Regions from separate parts of the Mus musculus genome. Here regions 1, 3 and 4 are each linked to region 2. Evidence: chromatin contacts called from public Hi-C data. All regions are on one chromosome and are shown on one strand. Each heading gives the region's core, a stretch centred on a gene start, on an enhancer-like site or on the middle of the called end of the contact. The rest is flanking DNA. Distances are from core to core; before and after follow the strand shown.

What was found. A called contact is a pair of places that touch in the nucleus more often than the background predicts.
Region 1: a contact with region 2 is called in a Hi-C map of uterus, with 4 times the contacts expected there. The contact joins two enhancer-like sites. A contact is called at or near these places in 1 of 39 promoter capture datasets (the 3T3-L1 cell line) and 5 of 484 Hi-C or Micro-C datasets (cortical neurons and uterus).
Region 3: a contact with region 2 is called in a Hi-C map of cerebellum, with 2.6 times the contacts expected there. The contact joins two enhancer-like sites. A contact is called at or near these places in 6 of 484 Hi-C or Micro-C datasets (astrocytes, cerebellum, cerebral cortex and 3 more), 2 of 115 datasets of contacts at active chromatin or transcription factors (both in astrocytes) and 1 of 9 other capture datasets (embryonic stem cells).
Region 4: a Hi-C map of the N1E-115 cell line shows a contact between it and region 2, with 4 times the contacts expected there. The contact joins two enhancer-like sites. A contact is called at or near these places in 1 of 39 promoter capture datasets (liver), 33 of 484 Hi-C or Micro-C datasets (the C2C12 cell line, the N1E-115 cell line, adipose-derived mesenchymal stem cells and 15 more) and 4 of 115 datasets of contacts at active chromatin or transcription factors (astrocytes, embryonic fibroblasts and embryonic stem cells).

What each region holds. Positions count from the first base shown.
Region 1 is chr11:17,662,524-17,665,862 of GRCm38.p6, reverse strand. No RefSeq gene overlaps it. Among named protein-coding and RNA genes, the nearest start is that of Etaa1, 290 kb to the left of the region's middle. Within about 2 kb of position 1,807, at least 19 of the 459 cell types and tissues checked have an H3K27ac peak or open chromatin away from gene starts, as enhancers often do. A contact at or near this core is called in uterus, where this site is marked.
Region 2 is chr11:17,458,682-17,461,960 of GRCm38.p6, reverse strand. No RefSeq gene overlaps it. Among named protein-coding and RNA genes, the nearest start is that of Gm31268, 140 kb to the right of the region's middle. Within about 2 kb of position 1,385, at least 50 of the 459 cell types and tissues checked have an H3K27ac peak or open chromatin away from gene starts, as enhancers often do. A contact at or near this core is called in the N1E-115 cell line, cerebellum, neural progenitor cells and 1 more, where this site is marked.
Region 3 is chr11:17,304,797-17,308,166 of GRCm38.p6, reverse strand. No RefSeq gene overlaps it. Among named protein-coding and RNA genes, the nearest start is that of Gm31268, 18 kb to the left of the region's middle. Within about 2 kb of position 1,951, at least 38 of the 459 cell types and tissues checked have an H3K27ac peak or open chromatin away from gene starts, as enhancers often do. A contact at or near this core is called in cerebellum and neural progenitor cells, where this site is marked.
Region 4 is chr11:17,679,165-17,682,479 of GRCm38.p6, reverse strand. No RefSeq gene overlaps it. Among named protein-coding and RNA genes, the nearest start is that of Etaa1, 270 kb to the left of the region's middle. Within about 2 kb of position 1,584, at least 7 of the 459 cell types and tissues checked have an H3K27ac peak or open chromatin away from gene starts, as enhancers often do. A contact at or near this core is called in the N1E-115 cell line, where this site is marked.

The DNA of each region.
Region 1 (3,339 bases), core at 558-3,057, 200 kb before region 2:
ATCTGCTGCAATCCCGCCAGTGTAAAAGGTGAAAGCTTGGAGAGTTTAAACTAGCTTGTCCCTGAACCGGTGGTGGCAACAGGACTACAATCTGGCATCCCATGGTCAGGCCAGAGCTTTCCATTGGGTGTCTTTATCTTCTTTCATCTGGTTTAGATATCTTTTATTCTAGCTACCACACCAATGTTTAGCAAACCATAAAATGCTGCCAGAATATGACTATAAAAGCCACACTCTCAGGCCTTCCCACTTGGTTCTTTATTCACACTAAGCTTTGCAATGAAGCATATGGTATGCTATCCAAGACTGTTGATCTAATATGTCTGCTTTAACGTTTTATTGCTGTAATTTAGTAGTTTGGGGCCTTGCTGCCTTTGGGCCATGGTCTTTACAGAAACCAGTGATCTCTCACATTCTTCCTGACCCTGGCCTCAGATTGTTTTTTGTTTTGTTTTGTTTTGTTTTGTTTTGTTTTGTTTTGTTTTGTTTTTTTCCTTTCTGATGTTAGACATCAGGGAGGGATTGGTGTGAAAATTTCTTGGCAAGTATAAAGGAGTACTATTTCATATCTCTTTGTTACTTGGAGATTTTAATAAAATGTTTAGTTGACCAACCTCATTATCCAAAGCTGTTTGAATGCTTATCAAACGAAGATGAGAACTTAGATTCAATGACCTGCTTGCTTCTGTATTTATTGAGTTGTAATTGCATGTGATAGCCCCACATCCAGATCTGAATGATTCCCTATAAAGTTGTTGAACTGTGTTGACTTTTCCCTGTGTATGTTCCTGCCCAGGTTATGGAAGAGGGTACTATTAAAAAGAAGTTGCCAGGACAATATGTCACAGATTGTCTATGAGGAAGAAGGAGACACAGATCTTCAAATGAGTCGTTGATGTGTAGCTTCCCTTGGATTCAAAAGTCCTGGGTGCTGTTCACAGTTCCCGATCCTGACAAGGTCATTTCACAAAACTAATAATCCACTGGCACCTATCTACCCAAGACTGAGATAGTGCACTTCTCAAAGAAACCACTGAAACCTGCTCTGGGCAGCAGGCAGGATCAATAGCTGCAGGCATATGCCTACTTCTAGCTCCTGCCTCCTTGCAAGCCTGTCCCCTCGGCCACTCTGTTTCTGCACTCATTGGATCTTCCAGGAAGCTTTAGAAGCAAGAAGCTCACTGAAAGGTATCTATGGGAAGTGCATGCAGGAGGACAGGAGGACAGGAGGACAGGAGGACAGAGTGATCTTTTATTTATTTTTTCCAATTAAAAGTTTTAGGTCGCCATACAAAGTAATAGGTTTCATTGTAGCACTTTTGCACACATGCGTCAATTCACTTTGTTCACCATAAAAAGGATGAAGAAGCATATGTAACTGAGGTGACTTTCCATAACAATACACAGCTTGACAAGTCACAAAATGAAGTAGTTTAATCTACTAACGAGCCCAGTTTCCTCAGTCCCCAGGCTGCTTAGTAGGGCTCTTTTGCCATCTAAAACTGCTCTAAGTAGACATTTCATATCACAGAATAAATCTTTGCAAATGTACGTTAATCTGTTCCACTCATCCACCATTATAATTCCCACCCTGGACATCCTCAAATTTAAAGCCTGGACTTGGTCCCTGTAGATTATTCTCCCTAACACACTTGCTTATCCTTTCCTTTGATTTCCTTTTGTGGGCCCAGCTTGGCGAACAGCCCGAAATGGATTTAGCCTATAATTGTCAACAGGAGAGCCTGCCAAACCTGTGTCCGCACAGAAATAAACCCAAATTGGCAGAGAGGTGAGGAGCACAGGCATTCCAATTTCATCATAGCAAGGTCCTCCCAAGAGCTCCATAAAGCAGCCAGCTCGCAGCGAAGGCTGAAGAACCCAGAGTAAGAGGCAACATAAAAATGGACTACACACAAACAAGGCACAAGGCTTTAAAAATAAACCATTCTAGGCAGCTTACCTAACACAGCCCAGAGTCGCCTGTGGGCTGGATGCTCAGATCCTGCAGCGAGGTCTAACTCACTGCTTACTAGGTCACTCTATACTGAGTTCGACTTACATGTATCTAGTTTCTGTTTATGCTTATCTGTGATCTGTGGCATAAAAACAGAAATGTGTATTCTATACCTCTACAGCCGATTTCCAAGATTTGGAGAGTGATACATGGCATGCATAATACTCAAGAATGGATGTCTGAAGCAACCATAGGAAGGCCTGTCTCTGCCTCTTACTAGGGAAGAATCTTTGGTTCAGTTATATTAAAAATTGCTCTTCTGTGTGTTTATTTTTCCAACTTCCTAGAAAACCAAAGAGGCTTTCCACAGTAGGAACATAAAAATCTTCTCAGGTAAGAACCCAGTGTAAACCATGGCTCACTCTAATTTAAATCTTCCCCTACATATATTTTCATAACAGGCAAATATTTAATAGGGGAATGTAGCATATTCATATAATTACAATAATAAAATTATCATCAAAATAACCATCATCATTATAGACAACAGTAGGCATGAGAAAGTTACCAGTGGTTTTCTTGTCAGACAAAAGGAAAAATATCCCCAAAGTCCTGAAAATGTACTTTGTTATCTAAGCCCTGGAAGAAATGCTGTACATTGTGAATATTGAAGTAATCCCATAAAGATAGTCGATGATTCATCATTTTATTATAATAGCTATAATTTAAAAGATGTACAAGTGAAACACAGGAAGAAAATGGTAATGATGACGGCCTTTCTTAAAACAAAAAAACCCTACTTTCTACACCATTTCGTAAGATAGCAATACAGGTATCTACTCATTTTAGGGGTTATATGTTGTTATAAGTATCTGGGAAGTTCAAAAAATAAAGCTTTCAAAGGACTGGTGTTTGAAAATCTACCAGATAGTTTTGCATTTCCATCATAATTAGTTCAATTTCATTCACTGAACTAATAGTACATATTTTTGCTCTGCTTGGCCTTTCATTGCTTCCTCACTCATGTTGTCTCACTCTTGTAGGCTGGCTGAAAAGACAGGGAAGGGCAAACTGCTCATCTAGAGTGACTACAATGGTACTACAGCATAGTCATTGTCCTTTGCACAAGAAAGGGATGCTGTCACCATTACACAGGAAGTCAGAGGTTAAGGAATTACTCCCAAGGTAAATAGAAACTGCGGATGACATCAATGGAAAGACTGGACCACCACCCCAGGATGAAATGGGTTTCATCAAAGAGAACATGTGGCCAGACTTATTTCTAGGTTCAGAAAACTTTAGGAATGATAGGTGGATGGATGGATGGATGGATGGATGGATGGATGGATGGATGGATGGATGTTAGATAGAGAGTTGCAGAGTTG
Region 2 (3,279 bases), core at 136-2,635:
TGTGAGTGGTGGGATTGTTCTAGACAGACAGAAAGGGCAAAGAGGAAGTGAAAGCTAAGAAGACTACACTGTAGTGAGTGGTTGCAGTTAGAAAAGCAGTTTGTTTTCAAGTCCTTCTGGGAAACCATATGATATTGTGTGTTAAAAATCCCTAAGTATTAATAACTTTGTGGTTATCCCAATTAATATTTCTCCAAGAAAGAAATTGTGCTGTGAAAGCAATCATAAGCATCCCATGTTGCCTGAAAGAAAAAGGCAGACATGTGAATTATAGTACATCTACTTGGAAAGTTGTACATCCGTGGAAACAATGTTATAATATTGGTTATGTTATTATAACATTGTAATAATATTAGTTGTATATTATACATAGTTATAATAATGAAAAATGATTATTATAAATATTAGATGGTAGTCTGAGGAAATGCACATGAAAAAAATCCAAGCCTTCCAAAAGTAAGTTATAAAATTATGCATGTGCTATAACCAAAGTCATATTATACATATATTATAGTCAAGCTTTTGTTTCTGAAAGTTGCAAATGATGATTCCGTACAGCTGAGGATACCTGTATGAAAGAATCTCTACAGACTTCCTACGATGCGCAGTAGTATTTAATTTTTTGTTTTCATTTACATGCAACTGTTGTTTCAGCTCTTCAGCTTTCAGTCTTTCCCTAGAATGTGTCTTTTACGGGAGAAACGCAGCTTCCAGTAAGAGGCTGAAATTCCCGCCTTCCGGGAAAACCCGCAGAAACCCAAGCTCCCGGCGCTCAGTGGTGCTTCCTGGTTTCCACCCTCTGCCTCTAAGGCCATTGTGCTTGAAACTTGTTGGAGTGAAAGGAATTCCCGGAAGCCCCAAGTCAACGAAGAAAGAAGCCAGATCGCAGTAGCAGATGGTTCATCTTACAGCTTTCATTTATTTTCTTTACGTGCCAGGAGGGGGTTACATTATCGACTGGGAGGGTGACCACACCTCTCTTCTTTAGAAAATGCCTGCTTGGCACCGTGGCATTCACCCAAGAAAAGTGTCACATTCTTTTGTCCCAGAGGTCCAGAGAAAGCTCTATCAGGCGGTTTTTGTTTTTGTTGTTGGTTTAAAAAAAAAAAAAAAAAAAAAAAAAACAGTATAATTACCATAAAGAAACCCTTCTGTCTCAAAAACACAAGCTTCCCATACATGGTAAGATGAACTAGACGTTATTTCTCTGCACAGCAAAAAAAAAAAAAAAAAAAAAAAAACCTTTTGGCCCACCCTACAAGCCATTTATGGGTTTGATTAAGGCCCACGGGTGTCTCTAACTTATTTATTTAGGAAACACTGTTATTGTCTTAATGTAAACCCAGTTCAGGATCAGTTGACAGTTGGAAAGCTGCGGCAGAGGGTTTTCAAAGGCGCCTCCTTGGAAAGGGGCTCTCCATTCAGCTCCAGTTTCTGAGTCGTACTGCCAGCTCTGCTCAGAAAATAAACAAATGTTTGTTTTACAACATGGCAAAGGGGGCTCCCATTCATCGTGGGCCAGATATGAAAACAAACTTCCACGTATAAGGGCTTTTGATACACATGACTTACTTGGATGACAAGAGGCTCACTGGGGAGTGCTTAAAGCTTATTAATATTGCACAAAAGACTTTTGTTTATCATTTCCCTGGACTGCCTGGGAATCACAGATTCAAGCCGCCACCCGGCTGGTGTCCTAGCATTTTAGCTGCCTTTAACGTGTGCAGATTGTGAAAGTACTGCTGGTTTGGAGCCAAACACAAACTCTCCACCAAGCCAGGTGAAAGAACTCAGAACTGCAGGGTTCTAAGAACCAAGGTTGGGATTGAAATTAAAGAGAGAGCAGAGGGGAGAGAGCTCCCTCTACAGGTAAAAAACTAGATGCCTTGCATCTACCTGCTTGGAAACCAGTAACTTCCAGAAAATTTGGAATCCATGGCCTGTCTAAAGAGACATTTCACCTCCTATTTAAACAGTCTACGCCTACAAGCTCTACTCTTCAGACAATGATCATAATGAAAAATCCTCTCTTGAGGCATCTGTTTACTAGGAAGGTGTGCAATGAGGTATAACCGATGTCATCTCCACCTCCCCTGTAATCTAGTAACCACAAGCTACTTGTGGCTGTGCTTAAATAATGCTGGATCGATGGATACAAAAGCAAAGAGTTTAAGGGGAGGATTGTGCTGTGAAGGGTGCAAATTAGCTTTTTTTATACCTATTACATACTTAGAAGATATTTGTAATAATTGGATTAAATTTAAAAATAATTAAATCAATTTCACCTGTAGTTTTTTCCCCCATGTTTTTAATATGACTACCAAAAAATAAAATTACTTATTCATCATCTATTTCTATAAGTGTTGGCCTAGATAATTAGGGTATAGTATCATATCAGAGCTAAAGCCTGTGGGATCTTTGATTTGTGCTAGTTTAGTTGATTCCTTTTTTCTGGTGCTGGGGTTATAACCCCGAGTCAGGAAAGTGTTCAACCACTGAGCCACAGCCACAGCCACAGCCACAGCCACAGCTCACTCACATTCTCTTGCCTTAAACATGCCCTTTCCACCCACAAACTGAATTTCTGAAAGCTAAAAGGATTTTTTAAAAAGTTTTAATGCAAACATCTCTATTTAAAGTCTTATCAAAACATGAGCAAACTTGCAGTCTGTGTGTGCTGAGAAGTGTCATAAGAAAGGGCATATTTTCTCTCTATAGTTCCGATTCTCGCGGCCATGCCCTTTGCTTTTTAATTGCAAGTTACTCCAAGAGAAAGAAATTCCTTCTACTAGAATAGACTTGAAGAATTGCTTTCAGGTCACTAGACAGTAGATATTTGCTTCCTCCCTTTTTTAGCTGGCAGCCTTACCCACCTACCTAGTCAGTCTCCTTTGTGAGTGATCATTAAGATTTGTGAGATAAGCAGGATTATACGAGAAATATGTGCCTTTAGGGTTAGCCTACCTAACTCTCCACTATTAAGACCAATAGGCAACATAGCCACCTTAATTATTCCTTCGAAGAATTCTTAAAATTGTTAGTCTCCTGCTACTTCTCTTCGCTCTCCTCCTGCTCTCCTGCTTTTCACCCCTCTTCCTCCTCCACCCCCTCCTTCCTTTGCATTAGTTATGTGCCTTTTCATCTGCTAGGTAAAGAAAGAAATCTCTTTAGAATGTTTTCTATATAGATGGTATTTCATCTATTCTTTAAAACACACAAAACTTTTATAACAAAAAAAAAATAAAACAAGCAAAAAAAAAACTGTGACTACATTTGTTT
Region 3 (3,370 bases), core at 702-3,201, 150 kb after region 2:
ATCATCGCCTGAAAAATTGTCTCCAGTGCCTATATGTGCATCGTAGATGTGTACAGGTATGTGAACACACACACACACATGCACGCACGCACGCACACACACACAAAATAAATAAATAAATAAATAAATAAATAAATAAATAAATAAATAAAACTTAATGTAAATTTTAATTTAAAAACTAAAGGAAACATCCACATAGAACAATATGTACATATTTGAATACACACACAAGTCTTGCCACTCTCGTCCCTCGATGTCATTGATCATCCTATCCTCAGCATTAGCTGTTACCTAGGGTTTGTTTTGGGGGGGGGGTTGTTTTTGTTTTTGTCATTAGTAATTCTCTTTTCTTTACAGTGTTACCAAATACACAAAATTGTCCCCTTAAGAAACAAGTTTTATTTTTAAAATTTCCTTGTACTGGAAAATGAAATTTTAAAACTCTATTTTCATCTGTCTCCTAAATCCTTAACAGGATACTGACATATTTTTTGCTTACTCAGCAATTCACCTCATTCATTCATTCATTCATCCATTCATCCATTCCTTAGTCAACTATCATTTGTGAGGCTATTTGACCCCAGGCTTGTTTTATAGCTTATTTTTAATTTTTAGTTTGAAATAATTCTTAAGATTCACAATCAGTCCCAAAAATAGTGCAAAGAATTTTTTATGTGCTATCACCCAGCTTCTTCTAATGGCACCATTTTATACATCTTATCAAAACCAAGGAATCTACACTAACTCTACGCAGTTAACCAAGCACCGGCTTTCCTCGGATTTCATCTCTTTTTGCACAGACTGTTGTTGGTTGTGCTTTCTAGCATGCATCGTTTTCATACAGTGTTGTGACAGCTTATCCCATGTGGGCTGTGTGACCACACCTCTCATCCAGATATGGCACCTCTCTGTCCCCACAAAGGAATTCCTTTGCCATCCCCAGTCACACCCTTGTTTCAACCATTGCTCAGGCCCCCTCTCTGTCTTCATCACTCTGGCATATTACATGAGTGGTACTGGAATCATCCAGTCTGTGGCACGTGAGATACACTGTTCAGGATTGTACTCGTGAGAAATTGCCTGCATCTTCTGCTCCTGAAGTATTAAATGGAAGAATATCTCAATTAGTTGTTTTGTTTTGTTTTTTTTTACTGGGAAGAATAAGTTTCATCTTCAGGTCACATGGAGTGTTTCACTCCTAAGGATATTTGAGAACTCAAATAAACTCTGGAAGTAAAAAATTAACATCATAGTTCATTAAAAAATTGAAAAGAGGCCCTGAAGTGTGGCACTGGAAGGGAGAGGGGTGCTGATCCTCTGCGTGGGGGAGAGGAGGTACTCCAGTATCCCAGGGCATCAGACGTGAACTCTCGTCCTGACAAGAGCCTGAACTTGCCCTCTACATTAACAGTTAATCAGCCTGGAATAAGTATGCCTATAAATGTCAGAAATAAGATGCAACTACTTCTGTTAATTCCTCCTACTCACAACTGACCAGAAAAAGAGACTGTTTGAAAACTGCTCAGCAAGCCAGGAAAACCAGCTGAGAACTCTTTCAATCAGATATTTTGGAAGGAACAAGTCTAAAATAACTTTTGCCAAGTTTCTGGATAACTCCTTTGTATACTCATTTTTAAAGACTGTCACAAAGCAGTAACTGGAAGGAAAACATGTTTTATTTTGTTATACAATAAAGTCTTTTGTCCAGTGAATAGAGGTGATACTATCACCATGTTCAGTATGCCCTGCTATTTCTCCAAAAGGGCTATGGCTGCAGTCGAAATATTTGCATCTTCAGTGCAGCTGAGAGCACATAAGAAAGGCTGGAAAAGCCTGTCTTCAGGCGCTTCACCCCTTCTTTTGTCTGAATTTACTTCGCCTTTCCCACCCTGTCCTTGGCACCAAGCACAGTTCAACGAATCCCATCCAACTGGCATGGGAATGAAGTCTGCAGGAGCTGTGCCAAGTGCCTCTTGGGCTCTGCTCACCCAGGCACTGCAGACCAGCTCTCCACAGAGGACAGCTTTGCTACTCTCAAAGCTTTGTACTCATGCCAAATAGCTCTGGGGACAGTCACAACAGAAACCTACTCTCTCTCATTTTACCCAGACCATCAGAACCACTTTGCACTTTAACACCTCCTCCTTCGATTCCTGCAGAAGCTTTGATTCTGAGGCTGTTTTATGGAAAGGAATTCTAAATGAAGAATCTCTGAAAACCAACAATGACAACTTCTTCTGATGGCAGGCAATCTACAGTCTCCTGTTTGCTTAAAAAGCCCACACACGTAAGCTATAATTTTCTAAGGCAAAATACATAAAAGAATAAAGAGATATCCATTGTTATTTCTCAGCTGCAAGGACATGAGCATCTAGGTCCCGCAACTTTGAGCTATAGTCTCTCCATGGCACAAAACTGAAATGATTTTACTCCCTCCCCCGCCCCAACAGATACTTAGGAATATCTGGAGGCAAGTTTGATAACCTCAGCCTCTATTTGCCACTGAGATAACTTAAGTAAAATGTTGAGCTGTCCCTACACATCCTGCAAAGCATGAACTGGCCCCTTCCAGCAAAAGTTCTCCTAAAACCTTTCTAAAACACATAGTCCTAAGGCTAAGACCCTGACTAAAAACAAGCCTAGGCTATGACGTCAGAGGTCCTGGATCTGGATCTTTCCTTCATCTTCAACTTAATCTACTCTTCCATGAGTTATCTCTTCCACAGTTATGCCCTCTTAGTTCCTGACCATGGAACCAAAACCCAATTCTCCCTTCCCGTTCAAACCTTCCCACTGTGCCCTCCATAGTGAGATGATCAAAGGCCCATGGCTCTCTTATATTGACAACCAGCTCTCAACAAACACAGTTCCTAAAAAAAGTCCCTTGCAGGTGGTGAAACTACTTTCTGTAGCATCATGTCACAGTCAGGAGGTAACATCATCTCCAATGTTACTTCAAATGGTGACTGTTCTCTTCCTGTTGCCCAAATCCCTTTCCACTTAGTAATCTCACCTTTCTGGAATTCTCTCATGTATATGTATCCTGTATACTCTTCACCCAGTTCTTTCTGAACTTCCTCATGATTTAACACGTACACAGGATTGCCATCCAATTTTCTGTACTTTCATTACCTGGAATAGTCCACATTTCTTACCTCTAGTAACATAGAGAATGTTGTCCCCAGTGTGAACAGAGCCCCCTTTAATCTTGCATTACACACCCTATATGGCCTATAATTATGTAGTGGCTCAGGGTCTTTACCTAGTCTCCACTCATCTCTTCTCAAGCTGAGTCAATACCTCCCCCAGTCATACCATTAACTCTGCATCCCCCCAACATCACTGAAACATACAATTCCTCAAATATCCT
Region 4 (3,315 bases), core at 335-2,834, 220 kb before region 2:
GTTACTGGTGTAACCAACCACTTTCTGATTAGATTTGAGCCTACTCCACAGGTAAGAATCCAGACCTGGTACTGAAAGCCTGGTCAAATGCTCAGGACTCTAGGAGTCATAGGCCCAGTAGGATCATACTACTGTTGTTTTCCTAAAGGATAAAAGAAGGGCAAATGTCAACAGATACAAGAAAAGGAAGAAGGACAAAGGTTAACAGATATGGAAAATTGAACGAGGAACTCCCAGATAGGAGCTGGAAGACTGGAGATTCTGAGATGGAAACCATCTGCCTCAACATCGTTTGTAGATACCTACCTAAATCTAGTTCAAAGGCTGGACAGAGGAATGAGAGTATAATTGGTAACCTAAAGCAGCAAGAAGCTAAAGGAATGATCTCAAAAGAGGAGGTCACCAGGTTAGTTCTGTACAGTTAAGTGACTCTGCAAAAGAACTGGCAGTGCCATGTTGAAGGAACAGAACTCAATAGAGAAAGATAGAAGTTGGCTCAGCAAACGTACAGAGACAGAAGAACCCATGGCAATGTCAAGGCCTAGTAAAAGACTAGTTTAAGTGATCTGGGCATCCAGTTTCTGACTTTTTCCTTTTTAAGATCTTTTTAAATAAAGGGTTTTAGATGGTGTGTAACAATGACCAGCAAACAACTGTTCTCTAAACAACAGAAGTTTGTATTCTATGATGGACTAAATGTACACTAACCTTCTTGAGCTTGTAGTCTGAGTCAAATGTCAGAGCTTTGCATATTGTGAGTAGCAAGATGGAAAAATATGTCACTCGTCGGGAAATAGAGCTGTTGCATATGAAACAGGCAAAAATGTGTAGAAACACATTCTTTTTACTCATGTGTTCAAAAATTTTATATAGAATGAATAATGTTGCTCATGGGGCTCAAAACAAAAACTAAGTTTTAAATCTATGAATCTTTCTTAATAAACGTTCTGACTTTTTCCCACCAAAGGAGGAATCATTTGACTAGATGGAGCACTTTGTCCAAGGATTGAGAAGTGTGTGTGTGTGTGTGTGTGTGTGTGTGTGTGTGTGTGTGTGTGTGTGTGTGTACAGACAGAGTGTGAATAATAGCACACTGGACCAATGATTCATATAAAACTAATTTAGATCCTAGGCAAGCTCAGTACACTAGAAGATTGATGCGAGTAAAGGTGGTAATAAAGTATATTGATGCCAATTGTCCTTCATTTGAATACAGCGTGGAATCTGGGCTGAAAAAAAGCAGCAGAGCTTGATTCAGTTGTTACAATTTCAGAAATGACTCATTTCCTTTCACTGCACAGCTGGAAGCTCAGAGGTGAATATTTCAGTACGTAAGATTCAGTTGGAAGCAATTTGCAACTGAGCTCATAAACGGCTTATCAGCCAGCCAGCCCTGAGGTTGGGACCCAAGATTGGCAGTGACACCCTTGGGTTTCAGAACCAACTACTGAGATTCCAGCAGATTCCCCCAGGGTCTTTCCCTATATCCACAGAGCTGGAAACATGGAGGCTTGTATTTACATGACCCAATTTATGAATCTCTCAATTGTACTGGGAGTTGGCTACAGTTTTTCAGAAAAAAAATTAATGGTAAAGGATAATGCTGTTTGCAAAATCTGTATGTTCCCATAAGTCTAAGGGAAGTTCCAGCTCTCATAGATAGCAGACATATCCCCACAGTCAAGACACATAGTGCATTTCTACTTAGAGTCAAATGTAAAGGAACAGAGGAGAAGAAAAAGATGGCAGAGGTAAGAAAATGTTTTTCATTTATACGAAGTGATAGAAATACATAACATAAAGTTTCATATTCTGCTTTTGCTATTTATGCTCGGTTATGCCTATATGCTTGCCAATGAATGGTGCTACTCCCAACTTTTACTTAAAATGATGCTATGAGGAATGTAATATATGACATTAATTCCCTATTATGAATCAATAGCTCCATGATGAGGATAAATTGGTTTGAGAGTTTCCATTTAAAACTTTTATACTATACACAATTTATCTAACTTTTCAGTTCCACCCACAACTATCTTTTCATACCTTGCTCTCTGCATAGTTGATTCATGTGGGACATCTATTTTATTATTCCATGACATCTATGTGAACCCCCACCTCTAGGTCTTTGACTCCACTGCCCTCACACAACACTAATTCCTTTTTGCCAATACAATTTATCTAACTCTGTAATTCTTGGTCCAAGCTCACTTAGTCCCTAGACTAACTTTATTTTATATCCACTGCCAGTGTCCTTGATAACAGTGTCTATGGCTGAGCATGTTCTTATGCTCCAGCCATGAGTGACATATGCCATCCATAGTGACTGTCTAGCATGTTAATGACAACACTCAGTACAAAAAACCTTGGACTCAGGCACACCTGGGCCATAGTCCATCTTCACTATTTGATAGGTCCTACTCATGTTCAGCTTTCCCATTAAGGCCTGTCAGCTCTGCTTCAAAAATATGTGCCTATTTCTTATCCCTCATCTGTCACAGCTTTCATCTTTTTAGCACTGCTCATCTTTACGTCAAGTTGTGTCCTATCTTCCTTGTGTGCTCCTAACCTTCCATTCTGTAGTTCTCTGTGTTTTAAAGTAAACTGGGCTATCTCATGTACAGACTGAAAACACTGCAGCATTCTTCCTTTGTGTTTAGAAGGAAGTCTAGTTCCTGAGCAATTTCAAGTCCGTGTGTGTGTGTGTGTGTGTGTGTGTGTGTGTGTGTGTGTGTGTGTGTGTGTGACTCTTGCTCCACTCTGCAACACCCCTACCTTCCTCTCTCTTCCTACACATTTATCACATGGTCCCCTAGACAGTTCTATAAATGTCTTCATTCTGACCCACCTTAAGTCCCTATTGCCTGGCAGTTACTCAGCTGGGAATTCTCTTCATTCATTTCAACAACTGCCTATCTTGTCATCTCTCACATTTCAAAGTCCCCATGACCTAGATAATTTCCTGATCACCTTATTTCAGGCATTCTTATTCACAGGGTTATTACCAGGTCCAGCATCTTTTATTGTTGGGTTTGGACCCTCCACAGAATGCTAGAATTTTCTTTGTATATCAGTTTCCTTTGGGGCATCCTGCACTGTGATCACTCAGGGTCTTCCCTCTCCAAATCATCACTGTGAATTTTTCCTGAGGTTGTGACAGCAATAGAACTCAGTTCATCTGACCTTGTATCTCAAGGGTCATTGTCCTTTGATGAATATGTCTACTGTGCAAAAATATCATTTCTTATGTGTGGAATTAAGAAGTCTCTTGGAATTTATGGACATTACATAATCCTCAAGCTGGCTATATAAGGA